Regions from separate parts of the Sus scrofa genome. Here region 2 is linked to region 1. Evidence: chromatin contacts called from public Hi-C data. All regions are on one chromosome and are shown on one strand. Each heading gives the region's core, a stretch centred on a gene start, on an enhancer-like site or on the middle of the called end of the contact. The rest is flanking DNA. Distances are from core to core; before and after follow the strand shown. Region 1 holds the start of AKAP8 (A-kinase anchor protein 8). Region 2 holds the start of ILVBL (acetolactate synthase-like protein).

Region 1 (5,894 bases), core at 2,095-4,594:
AATCAGGAAAGAATAATTCACGACGTACATTTTGAGAAAGGATACATTATTTATGTACTAAACTCACAGAACTGTATAACAGTAAATTTTTTTTTTTAGGGCTGCACCCGTGGCACACAGAAGGTCCCAGGCTAGGGGTTGAACTGGAGCTACAGGTGTCGGCCTACACCATAGCCACAGCAACGCCAGAGCCAAGGTGCACCTTCAACCTACAACCTCAGCTTATGGCGACAGCAGATCCTTAACCCACTGAGCAGGGCCAGGGATCAAACCTGCATCCTCATAGATACTAGTCAGGTTTGTTAACACCGAGCCACAATGTGAAAGTTAATATAAACCATGGACTATAATTAATGACAATGTATGGACATTGGTTTATAAATTATAACAAACATATCCCACTAATGCAAAATGATAATAATAAATGAAAGTGCCAAAAGTGAAGGTAGGGTAAATTTAAGAATTCTATGGAGTTCCCATTGTGGCGCAGTGGCTTGGTTGATGCTGTGGCATGGCGTCAACCCCTGGCTCTGAAACTTCCACATGGCCTAGGTGTGGCAAAAAAAAAAAAAAAAAAAAGAGAGGAAAAACAAGAGAAAGATTTCCTTGTCCCAATTTTGTCATACTGGTGCTGGGGGTGGGGTGGGTAGACAATTGCGTTGCCTCACCCAAAAGCAGGTGCCACTTACCCTGGGTGTTGGTGGGCCCAGCACTCCATGCCCCATAGCCTGTGAATAGAAGACTTGTGGGTTAGCAGTCACATTTATCACACCAGAGAACAGGTACTTCTGAAGCGCTCTGAGGAGCATAAAGGGATCTCCCTGAAATAGTTCAGGGCCAGCCTTGCAAGAAGACAGCACAACCGTAACAACACCCCCCTAAAAGTCATCCCACAGCTGGCTTTTGCATTATCATACTCCACCTGCCTGAGGTCAAGGCAAAAAAAGGAGGTGGGGGGGGGGAATGAGCTTCCAGGCCAGTTCTGTCCATTGCCTTGGACCTTGCCTAGGACCTTGGCCTAAGCCTCGGCCTACAACTGAGGAAGACACTGTGGAATAGCTAGTCCATCATTAGGTCACAGTCCCCAACCTTGCCCTCCCACAAGCATCCATTAAGTACCCCAAAACCGGGAAAAAAAACTCTGAAAATTTGGAGAGAACAGCTGTGACTCCCTATGCCTCATTTCTATGTGACTATGAACCCTCCAATGCTCCCCTGGGCTTGAAAGTCCCAGAGCTTCAACAGCCTGGCCTAAGGCATCAGACTACATTCCTCTCCATGGGGGCTCCCTCTGCTCCTCCAGACACCCTCATGATACCATCTGTCTGGCTCCTTTTCATCTGTGTCCCTGAAACCCAGTACACAGATGAGCACAGGCAATCATCCATACTGACTTAAATGACTTCACCTTTACAAAGCATCTTCTCTAAGACATCCTTTCTCTCCTACTAGGACTAATTAAATCACTAGCTGACTGCCTTCTGTATGCTAACACAGGTCAGGCATTCAGCACACGTTAGCTGGTGCCCCGAATGCTTGCTGTTCAGAGATGAGGGAGCTACAGTTCAGAGGTTAGGGGACTTGATCCAAAGTCACCCTGTGGAAGCTTGCCTTCCGCAAGCTAACCTCCCCATGTCACAGTTTTTCATGTGCAGCAGAAAAGCAGAGTAGTGATTTTAACAGCAAGTAACCAACTGTGGGGCACTGGTCTAAGGGACATATATGCTATTAACATCAACCTCACAACAACCTTTGAGATAGACACTATAAACCCGCTTCTACAGAGGCTCCAGACGATAAGGCACTTGCCCAACAACACTGAGAAGAACAAGGACTTGGACCCAGATGGAGGTCCAAAGAGCAACTGTCAAGCCTCGCCTGAGGCGGGATTACTACTAACTAAAAGATCTGGTGGGAAGGCAGGGAAAAAATGGCGAGATGCAGTAAGACTGCAAAAAAGACTAGAGAACCAGATTGAGTCAACAGAGCACTACCATGCACCTGGGAACTTTTCTGCTTCTGCAATTCCTGCTGCTGGTCTCCTGCTAATACTGCCACCATTCAAGACTAGCGCCTTCCCTGTTGCAGCCAAAATCAGATCGCTTGCTTCTCAAACCTCAAACACCTGGATGGGGTATCGGAGCTTGGTCAAGCCCATTCCTGCATATTTCTACTGCTCCCGGCGGGTAAACGCGGCTTCCAGCATAGAACAAAAGCCTCCCAGGAGGCTGATTCTAGATTGAGAGGTCACCCAAGAAGGTCCTGCCGCAGGCTCTGAAACTCAAGTGGAGAAAGGGCACATTCTCTTTTACAAAACCCCTCTGGCATCTCCAGGCCACCACAAGGCGATGCCCGGAGGAGAACCACTAACGGGTTTCCAAGTTTTGACAAAGAAAACACCCAGCATTTGACTCTCAGTGTCTTGCCTCAGAGCTACACAACCCAGGGAGAACGCAGGCGCCGCACTACTCAAGGCCTCAGCACTGCACCGCTGGCGGTCCGAACCTGTGCCGCTCATACCGCTTCCGGACCGGTGCTCCAGGCCACGTGGGCGGCGCAGAAGACCCAACGAAGCCCCGCAAGTACCCAGGAAGGCCCGAAGGCCGGGAAAGAGACAGCAGTCCCTCCTCCCGCCGCGGCTGCAGACCCCACGCCCCACAAGCTCGCGCCATAGCTCCGCCCTCTGGCGCCGCCATTTTGTGGCGTCTTCCGAAAGAGGCTGCGGCCCTGCGGGCGGCAGGGATCCGCGGGGCCTACAGCCCCGGTGGGGCTGAGAAGCAGAAACGGTCCTAAAGGCTCAAGGCGCCCCCCGAAGCCCGCCGTAGCGTCGGCCAGCCGAACTCCGCCGACGTCCCCAGGTTCCATCGGCCAATCCGCATGCAGCGGCCCGGGAGCGACTGCGCCGAGGTCCAATGAACTGCGTGCGCGCGTCCCGGCCGCCCCTCTGCAGGGCCGGACTGTAGTAACTGGGCTCTGGAGTAGGCCCCAGCCCGTGGCCCTCTGCGCGGCGACGGTGTCGCCTGGGCACCACCTGCCCGTCCCACCCCGCACTAAGTTGCCCACACTAACCTCCGTAGCCCTGTTCCATGTCTTCAGCTCGGCCCGCCAGCAGCTCCTCTTTCCAGACTACCACAGGACGCATGCGCTGAACCCAACTCCCGCTGTCTTCTACTGGTAAGCCAGTTGATACGTCACCCCTTCCGCGCGCAACTACTGGCGGGAATTTACGACGGACCCGCCCTCACCACTCCAGGTGGCCTTCCGGTTGTTCCGGATCGGTGCTCATAGCATCCTGGGAGTTTTGGTCCGGGCCGCTGTGCCTCGCAGCGCGCAAGCGTATCCCTGCTTCTCCTCGCCGCTAGTGCGCAGCTGCAACCCATCCTTCCGAGGCCCACCCACAGATACACACCTCTAAGCAGAGATCCAGTCGCTCGCCCACTAGGACCGCACCACAGACAAAATAAGAAGAGGTGGGAAGGGAAGAACTTTATTAGACTCCGCTTCTAGCCTCTGCCACGCGGGCCCCGCCCGCCCGGGTCATGGAGCGCCCCCTCCGCCCTCCTCCTCGTCGTCAGCCTCTACATCGAGGCCTGGGATGCCTCGGATTTGGCGCTGCAGCGCCCCGCCCAGCAGGGGCAAGGCTTCCTCCTCCTCCTCAGGGGGCGGAGGTGGGGGCGGGGTCGCAGCCCCAGAGACCGGTTCCGGGGGCACCGGGGGCTGAGCCGGCGCGTCCTCTGCGACTCCCGCTGCTTCGACTAGCGCCCCCTCATCCAGGGCACCGCCCTCGGCCTCCTCCTGTTCCTTCTCCTCCTCCGGGCTGTCGGTGAAAGGGTTCTCTCCCTGCGGGGGACGGCGATACTTTAGAAATGGGAGCACCCCAGGGCCCGAATCAGGCACCGGGGCTGGGGACCGGGCCGCGTGACAAAGGCAAGCACCTCACCTTCAGATAGCGTTCCAGCTTCTTGCTGATGAGCTTGTTGTTAAGGATGCTGCGAGCCACCATGAGCGAGGACTTCTTAGACTGCTCCATCATGAGCTGCGGGCAAGGCAGGCAGGGCTGGAGAGGCTGCTCCAGGCATCCAAAACTCGCCCCATTCCCACCAAGCCAGATCGGTAAGGGCACCCCTCTCCACCTACACCTCGGGGCTCAGCACCGCCAATGATTCCAACCAGATTTCGTAGGTCTGTAAATGTACCCTTGGGTACAAGCTTGATTTCCCCTCTACAAGCATGGAACCATGACCTGATTTGATCCTTGCCCAAATGCTCCTCCATCTTTCCATACCATACTTACTTACTGTATGTAACTGTAACTGATTAAAGACATGTCTTTACAGCTGTATGGCAGAAATCTGATTTGCTTACATAAAAATTATAAGCAGTGAACAAATTAAGAAACCTATTGAAGACCAAGTAAATGTGCAACCCCTAACAAGGGGCCACCTGCCTTAATATGAAAGGAACTCTCTAGGATAAACGAGGTATAAAAGCAGGAATATGAACGTCAGTCAGTGTATTTAACTAATATACATACATCTTTTTATTCCATGGGATTCCCAGGATTAAGAATTATACCCCCAAATGGGAAGGTTAAAAAGAGACACTTAATACTCTGCAGGCGAGAGGTTCAACTGTTTATTTTCTGCAAATCAGTTTGATAGAATGTATCAAAAGTAAAAGTTTTTGGAGTTCCCAACCTGGCTCAGTGGTTAACCAACCCGACTAGGATCCATGAGGATGTGGGTTCCATCCCTGGCCTTACTCAGTGGGTTGCTGTCAGCTGTGGCGTATGTGGAAGATGTGCCTTGGATCTGGTGTTGCTGTGGCTGTGGCATAGGCCAGCAGCTGTAGCTCTGATTCAACCCCTAGCCTGGGAACTTCCATATGCCATGAGTGCGGCCCTTAAAAAAGCAAAAAAAAGAACAACAAAAAAAAAACCTCAGTAATTCCTTCTGGAAATCTAGCCTAAATTTAAAATTGGAAGCATGCATGTTTTTCACTGGCTGCAGTGAAAAACTGGAAAGCACCTAAATGTTCTCCAGGGAAGAAGTGGTTAAATACATCAGACATTAAAAAGAACACCATGCTGTCCTTAAAATAGGGCTCATCTCTCCCCTAATATAAGAAAGATAGAACAGTGTGCATAGCATGCCAGAACCTTTTTGTCTAGGATGATTTACACCAAAATACTGCAGGACTTTCTTGGTGGTGAGAGTAAAGGCAACTCTTAATTTCATTGTTATAAAGGTAATGCAGCATAAAGCCATCAACAGGGGGTAAAAAAAGTTACTGGGAGGGTTGTGGGGGGAAAGCTGACCTCCAGAACCCATATTCAACCTTAGCCAATGCTTTATATACCACGTTCCAGAAAATCATCTTTCTATTCCCTTTCCCCACCTTCACCATTTTTTCTCTACACATTTTTCTTTACTACACAGGGAAAACATTAACAGACCTCATGCCTGCTCAAAATGAAACAAGTTAAAGATGCACAATTAGGATACTATTACAGACTAGTTCCTCTGTAACTTTCTCACTTGCCAACACATTATCCTTCCCCCTCTTGGTGCACAGATGGACACACCAGAATGTCTCCCAATTGAAGCACATTGATGCTGTTTTCAGATTTTTGCTACAATAACCAAACACCACCAGAATAAAATGCTTCCACGCTGGTGCTTTTAATTCTACCAAACAGGTTTCTGAAAGTGATAGTGCCTGAGTACTCTGCAGAAATAAGTTATGCTTCTTTCACCTGTACTAAAACAATGTACTTGTCCTCTGCCTGTCAGCATTAGATGTTAGCACTTTTACTGCAGGATCAAAGAGAGAAGAATGTATGTTGTCTCTAGTGGCATTTCCCTACTCATAGGGAATTCAATACACACATTGGG
Region 2 (5,894 bases), core at 2,057-4,556, 210 kb before region 1:
CCATGGCTGGCTCCTCTCAACTGATGTGAAATCCACGAATGAGTCAAAGGAGGAATGGGCACTGGCAGGAGGTTGCAGGAGGAGCCAGGGGAGAGGCGAGAGCATGGTAGGAGTGGGGCTACTCACCAGGAGACTCCTCGACCCACGAGGCCCTTGGGTGGCTTAGCTGGCACCATCTCCTTCTGAACCATGAAATAGGGGTACAGCACGTCAACAGGCAGTTCCACAAACACTGGGCCTACATGGACAAGGAGAATGCTGAGTCTGCTGTGCCTCCCAGCCTCCAGGCCCTATGGCCTGACTACTGCCCAACCCCCACTTCACCACCTACCAGGGGTGCCCGACTGAGCAGCAGCCATCGCAGCCCTCAGGGTGGGGATGATATCTCTCACCCTTCGCACAGAAGCACAAAACTTGCAGAGTGGCTGGAACAGGGACATCTGATCGACAGCCTGGAGTGCACCCCGGTTCTGGTAGAGATTGGATTCCAGGGAGTCAACACATGAGAACTTCCAGACTCCCTGAAGCTGCTGCCACCCCCCAGGGACAGAGCACCTGCAGCAGGGTACTGGCAGCCCCACCCAGAAGCAGGATCGGGGACTGGGCTATCTGGGCGTTCTTCACCGCAGTCACTGTGTTGGTAAGGCCAGGGCCTGCCGTCACTGCCGCCACACCCACAGACCCTGGAACACAAACCCTGTCACAGCTATGCCCACACTCCTGGTCGCTCCCCCCAAAAAAACCCTGCCCCTCAAAGGCATCCCAGTCTCATCAACCCTAGCCCTCTCCACTCTGCCCTCACCAGTCAGGCGGGCCACAGCATCGGCAGCAAAGACGGCCGTGACTTCTTGGCGGGTGTCCACCACACGAATGCCCAGCTTCTCACAGGCCACCAGCAGTGGGGAAATGTGCCCACCAACCAGTGTGAAAAGAAACTTCACACCATGGGCCTTCAGTACAGCTGCCACATTCTCCCCACCATTCCGGATGCTTGCCTTGTCCACCTGGGCCCAAAGACGGAGAGAAGATTGTCAAGAACCAGGGCAAGGACACCAGGGCAGGGGGTAAGAGGAATGATCCCCCTCCCCCAGGAAGGAAGGAGGGGAAGCTTGGTGTTGATTAGGCACATAGTATGCTATACCCCAGGCTCAGCATAGGACATATTATCTTATCAGATCCTCTTGACGTTATATCCTTTTACAACTACAGAGACCAAGACTCTTGAGCAAAATTCAAAGTCCCATAGAACCAGAGCTCCCACTGTGGCTCAGCAGATTAAGAACCCGATGTAGTAACCATGAGGATATGGGTTTGATTCCTGGCCTTGCTCAGTGGTAAGGATCTAGCATTGCTGAGATTGTGGCATAGGCCAGCAGCTGCAGCTCCAATTCAACCCCTAGCCCAGGGAACTTGCATATGCTTCATGTGTGGCCATAAAAAGAGAAGTCTCATTGGACCAATGCTCTTAAAGCACTCCACTCTGTAACACTGCCCACATTCCTTGGGAATAGTGGAGCAAGTAGGGAGAGACGTAAGAGAAGGTGGATCCTAAGAACCAAGGGAAGTTTTCAGGGGTCATCTGCTGGGACTCCAGAACACCTGCCCTCCAGGAAAAGGGCCTCATTACATGACTGCTGACTGACACCAGCCTATCAGACTCTCTCCAACTCACTGGGCCAGGCCCAGGTGTCAGGCTGCCAGCTACCAAGTGGTGGCACAAACAGTGCTGGGGCCTCCCAACGCCAACTTCTGCACAGCCCCAAACACCAGGGGTCTTTGCTTTGCTTTAAATCACCACAAATCCTCAAGGCTAGTGGTGTTGATTCTGGTTAGGAGAGGAAAGACTAGGCGGAGGGTCTGGGGAAGGGGTAAATTTCTGAAAGAGGAGCCAAGTAGTTCAGAGCAAGGTCTGTGGGGTCAGCTCTTCACCTAAGGCAATTATCATACAACCTCTATGAGCCCTGGTTTCCTCCTATGGAAAATGAAGACAGAAACCAGAGCATCTATTCAGGAACGTGTTGGGTACATGGGAAAACCCCTCTAAAGCATTGAGCTCAGCAACTGTCACAAAATTGTCACAGCCTCCTCCTCTGGAGCCTGTGTTCAGCACTCTGACCCCACCCTGTTAGGGTACTGCTCTGTAAAACGGGCCCCAGGCCCCAGATGTAGGAGGTTGGCGGGGTACTGAATGCCCCGGGCAGCTGTGGCTTCCAGGTGATCTCTTCCCTGAGGCAAAGTCCAGAGCTCCGCAAGCAGCTCGGGGCAGTGGCGACGGAACCCTGGAAAAACTCTCCCGACCAGTTCCTCTGATTAGTCGGGCCTCACTTTCCTCGTCTGTAAAATGAGTTAGCTGGAAAGAGCGCTGGAAGTCCACTCCTTCTTTACTTGCCCCCGGCCGCCACCCCCGTATTCCCCCAAACCTTATGCGTTAGCTGATAGAAGAGCCCCAGGCGATAAGCAGCGCCCAGCAAGGCGGCCACTAGCGTCCCGAAGGCCAGGAACAGGAAAGAGGGGAAGAAGCCCCCAGCAGGGGCGGCGGCCGCGGGGGTCTCCATATGGTAGCACCTAAGAAAGAAAGGAGAGCGCTAGGACATTGGCGCGACAACCGCGACCTCAGAAGGCATTCCCCCACTCCCAGCTCAGATTCCGAACCACGCTCCTTGTCGCGAGTTTCTGAGCGACCACGCCCCTTACACCGCTAGGCTCCGGACCAGGCCAAGCCCCTCGGGGATCAGGCCAAGCCTCTTGCAACACCAGCACCGCCCCCGCCACCCCCCGCCTCCCCGCATACCTCACCATGACCACCTAAACTGTGCCATCACAGGTCAAAGCGGCGACAATGCCTCAAAAGAGTTATTTTCCCATTTACTTGCTCCTCAATGGATCAGCGGGAAGTTCCGCCTCTCTTTGCCATCAAGGACCAAGACTCTCAGCCCTGGAGATGAGCCCATCCTACATCTACGCCCCCCAAGTTAGCGTGCGCGACACTGTCTTCAAGCCAGGCCCCTCTCCGCTAGCAAGCGCCCAGGCCCGAGCCTAACCCCCAACCCCAGGCAGCGAGGTCTGGACGCACCGGGATGCTTCTCCGACCCACGGGGCACTTTAACCTTCACCTACACGAAAATCCGCCGACTCCGGTGTAATTAGGCGCCCTTCGTGTCACGTGACGGGGCGCGCAGCCTGAAGAGGCTGGACCCGGAACCTATGACCTTGCCCCTTTCGCCCACTTGGATCAGGGCGCCCGGTAGTCCAACTCGAAGCGCGTGGGCGGAACTGACCGGTAGCCATGTTCCGGTACACAGGCACCTCCCATAAGAGCCCTCCCTCTTACTGGCTGCCTCTGCACAGGTTCCGCCCTCTCTCGCTTCTCATTGACTCTCACTGCAGGCCTTTTACAAAAGGCCGCGCCCCTTTGCTGCTTCCAAGAGCCAGCCCTTCATTTGGCGGATTGTTGCGGGCCTCCGCAGATTCCCTGCGCTCTGAACCCAGGCGGCTTTCCGCAACCGCGGCGCTGAACACCTCTTCTCGTAGGCGGAGCCTGAACAGTCACGGTCTGAACAGTCACGGTCCCTTTGCCAGAGTCCACATCTTTCGGGACCTCACCCCCAACAAACCTCGCCCTCTCGATCTAATACCAGACTCCACCTCCCATCCTACCGCAATACTGCCATGGAAGAGGCCAGGTCCCCACCCTCTCCTTTTTTTTTTTTTTTTGTCTTTTTTTGTCTTTTTGCCATTTCTTGGGCCGCTCCCGCGGCATATGGAGGTTCCCAGGCTAGGGGTTGAATCGGAGCTGTAGCCACCGGCCTACGCGAGAGCCACAGCAACTCCAGATCCGAGCCGCGTCTGCAACCTACACCACAGTTCACGGCAACACTGGATCCTTAACCCACTGAGCGAGGCCAGGGATCGAACCTTCAATCTCATGGTTCCTAGTCGGATCCGTTAACCACTGAACCACGATGGGAACTCCTCACCCTCTCCTATTGAGAAACATTTCTGTTTCTCCAGTTTGGGGCTATTACAAAGCCCCTATGGACAATCATACCAAGTGTAAATGAAACGAGAAAGCTTCAGAAGTGGTGATGGAGAACAGAAGCCAGTGAGGAGCCAGTGAGGTCATGGCCAAGGACCACGGAAGACCATAGATCAAGACCTTACCGCCAGAGAGGGCAGGAATATTCACAACATATTTAAATTGCTAAATCCGCGAACTTCCGTGTGTGTTTCCCATGCATCCTTTGAAGTTTATTGTCTGTTATGACTTTAACATTTATTTTGGGAGTTCCTGTCGTGGAGCAGCGGAAACGAATCCGACTAGGAACCCTGAGGTTGTGGGTTCGATCCCTGGCCTCGCGCAATAGGTTAAGGATCCAGCGTTGCAGTGAGCTGTGGCATAGATCACAGAAGCAGCTCAGATCTGGCGTTGATGTGGCTCTGGCGTAGGCTGTCAGCTATAGCTCCGTTTAGACCCCTAGCCTGGGAACCTCCATATGCGGCTGATGCAGCCCTAAAAGGACAAAAGACCAAAAAAAAAATTATTTTTCATGTGGATTGGACGTTTCTCCCCAAGTCTGTGGGTCACCAGCCATAAAAAACCCCATTCCGGCTTGGAAGACAGTTTGAACTGGATGCTGTGGATGCTGGATGGTGACTCACTAGGCTGTGTTCTTGGAGAAGATGCTACACGTGAGAAGGAGCATATGGTTGGTGTATGACCCTGAGAGGCACCAGTCCTTCTGGTTCAACCTGTCTAAGAAGATGTCTTCACATCTTTTCAGCACCAAGATATTTACAAGACAAATAACTCCTCTTGCTAATACTGAGTGCCTCTCATAACATTAACTTTTTAAATTTTAATTGTAGCAAAATACACATACAGTGAAATTTACCAATAGCATTATGTACATTCACATTGTTGTGCAACCATCACCACCATACCTCTCCAGATTGATCTTTTTCATCTTGTGAAACTGAAACTTCACAGCCATTAAACAGCAACTCACCATGCCTCCTTCCACCCAGTCCCTGGCAACCACCATTCTACTTTCTGTCTCTATGAATCTGACCACTCTAGTTAATTCATATAAGCAGAATCATACAATATTTGTCTTTTTGTGTGTCAGACATTTCATTTAGCATAATGTAATGTCCTCGAGATTCTTCTATATTTTAGCAGATGTCAGAATATCCTAGAGTTCCTGCCATGGTGCAGTGAGTTAAGAATCCAACTGTAGAAGCTCAGGTCACTGCAGATGTGTGGGTTCAAATCCCAGCCCCGCAGTGGATTAAAAGATCCAATGCTGCCACTGCTGCAGTATAGGTCGAAGCTGCAGCTCAGATTCAATTCCTGGCCTGGGAACTTCCATATGCTGTGGGGGCAGCCATAAAATAAATTTTAAAAAAAGAATGTCCTTCCTTTTTGAGATTGGATAATATTCCATTGTGTAAATACACCACATTTTGATGATCCATTCATCTGTTAAATGTTCTACCTTTTAACTATTGCAAATAATGCTGCTTTGAACATGAGTATACAAATACCGAAGACCTTGCTTTTGATTCTTCTGGTTATATACACAGAAGTCAAATTTCTAGATCATACAGCAATTCTGACTTTAATTTTCAATCTTTTGAGGAATCACCATACCATTTTAAAATAGTAGCAGAGGAGTTCCCATTGTGACTCAGAGACAACAAACCCAATTAATATCCATGAGGATGCGGATTCAATCCCTGACTTCACTCAGTGGGTTAAGGTCCAGTATTGCTGTGAGCTGTGGTGTATGTCACAGACGCAGCTCAGATCTTGCATTGCTGTGGCTGTGGTGTAGGTCAGCAGCTGCAGCTCCAATTTGAGCCCTCGCCTGGAAACTTCCACATGCCATAAGTGT

The links. A called contact is a pair of places that touch in the nucleus more often than the background predicts.
Region 2: a contact with region 1 is called in a Hi-C map of fetal liver, with 1.8 times the contacts expected there. The contact joins the promoter of ILVBL here to the promoter of AKAP8 in region 1. A contact is called at or near these places in 1 of 5 promoter capture datasets (fetal liver), 3 of 47 Hi-C or Micro-C datasets (fetal liver, liver and mesenteric adipose tissue) and 1 of 2 datasets of contacts at active chromatin or transcription factors (alveolar macrophages).

The regions. Positions count from the first base shown.
Region 1 is chr2:62,219,510-62,225,403 of Sscrofa11.1, reverse strand. It overlaps AKAP8 (A-kinase anchor protein 8), which reads right to left and starts at 3,344. Exons shown (of 14, transcript XM_003123431.4): 1 at 3,070-3,344; 2 at 690-728. The coding sequence starts at 3,142. It overlaps AKAP8L (A-kinase anchor protein 8-like), which reads right to left. Exons shown (of 24, transcript XM_005652898.3): 13 at 3,941-4,036; 14 at 3,070-3,840; 15 at 1-728. The coding sequence ends at 3,538. The region is part of intron 1 of LOC110259330 (a long non-coding RNA gene); the gene reads left to right.
Region 2 is chr2:62,432,780-62,438,673 of Sscrofa11.1, reverse strand. It overlaps ILVBL (acetolactate synthase-like protein), which reads right to left and starts at 3,306. Exons shown (of 16, transcript XM_003123453.5): 1 at 3,118-3,306; 2 at 2,421-2,565; 3 at 803-1,004; 4 at 556-683; 5 at 332-470; 6 at 127-238. The coding sequence starts at 2,555.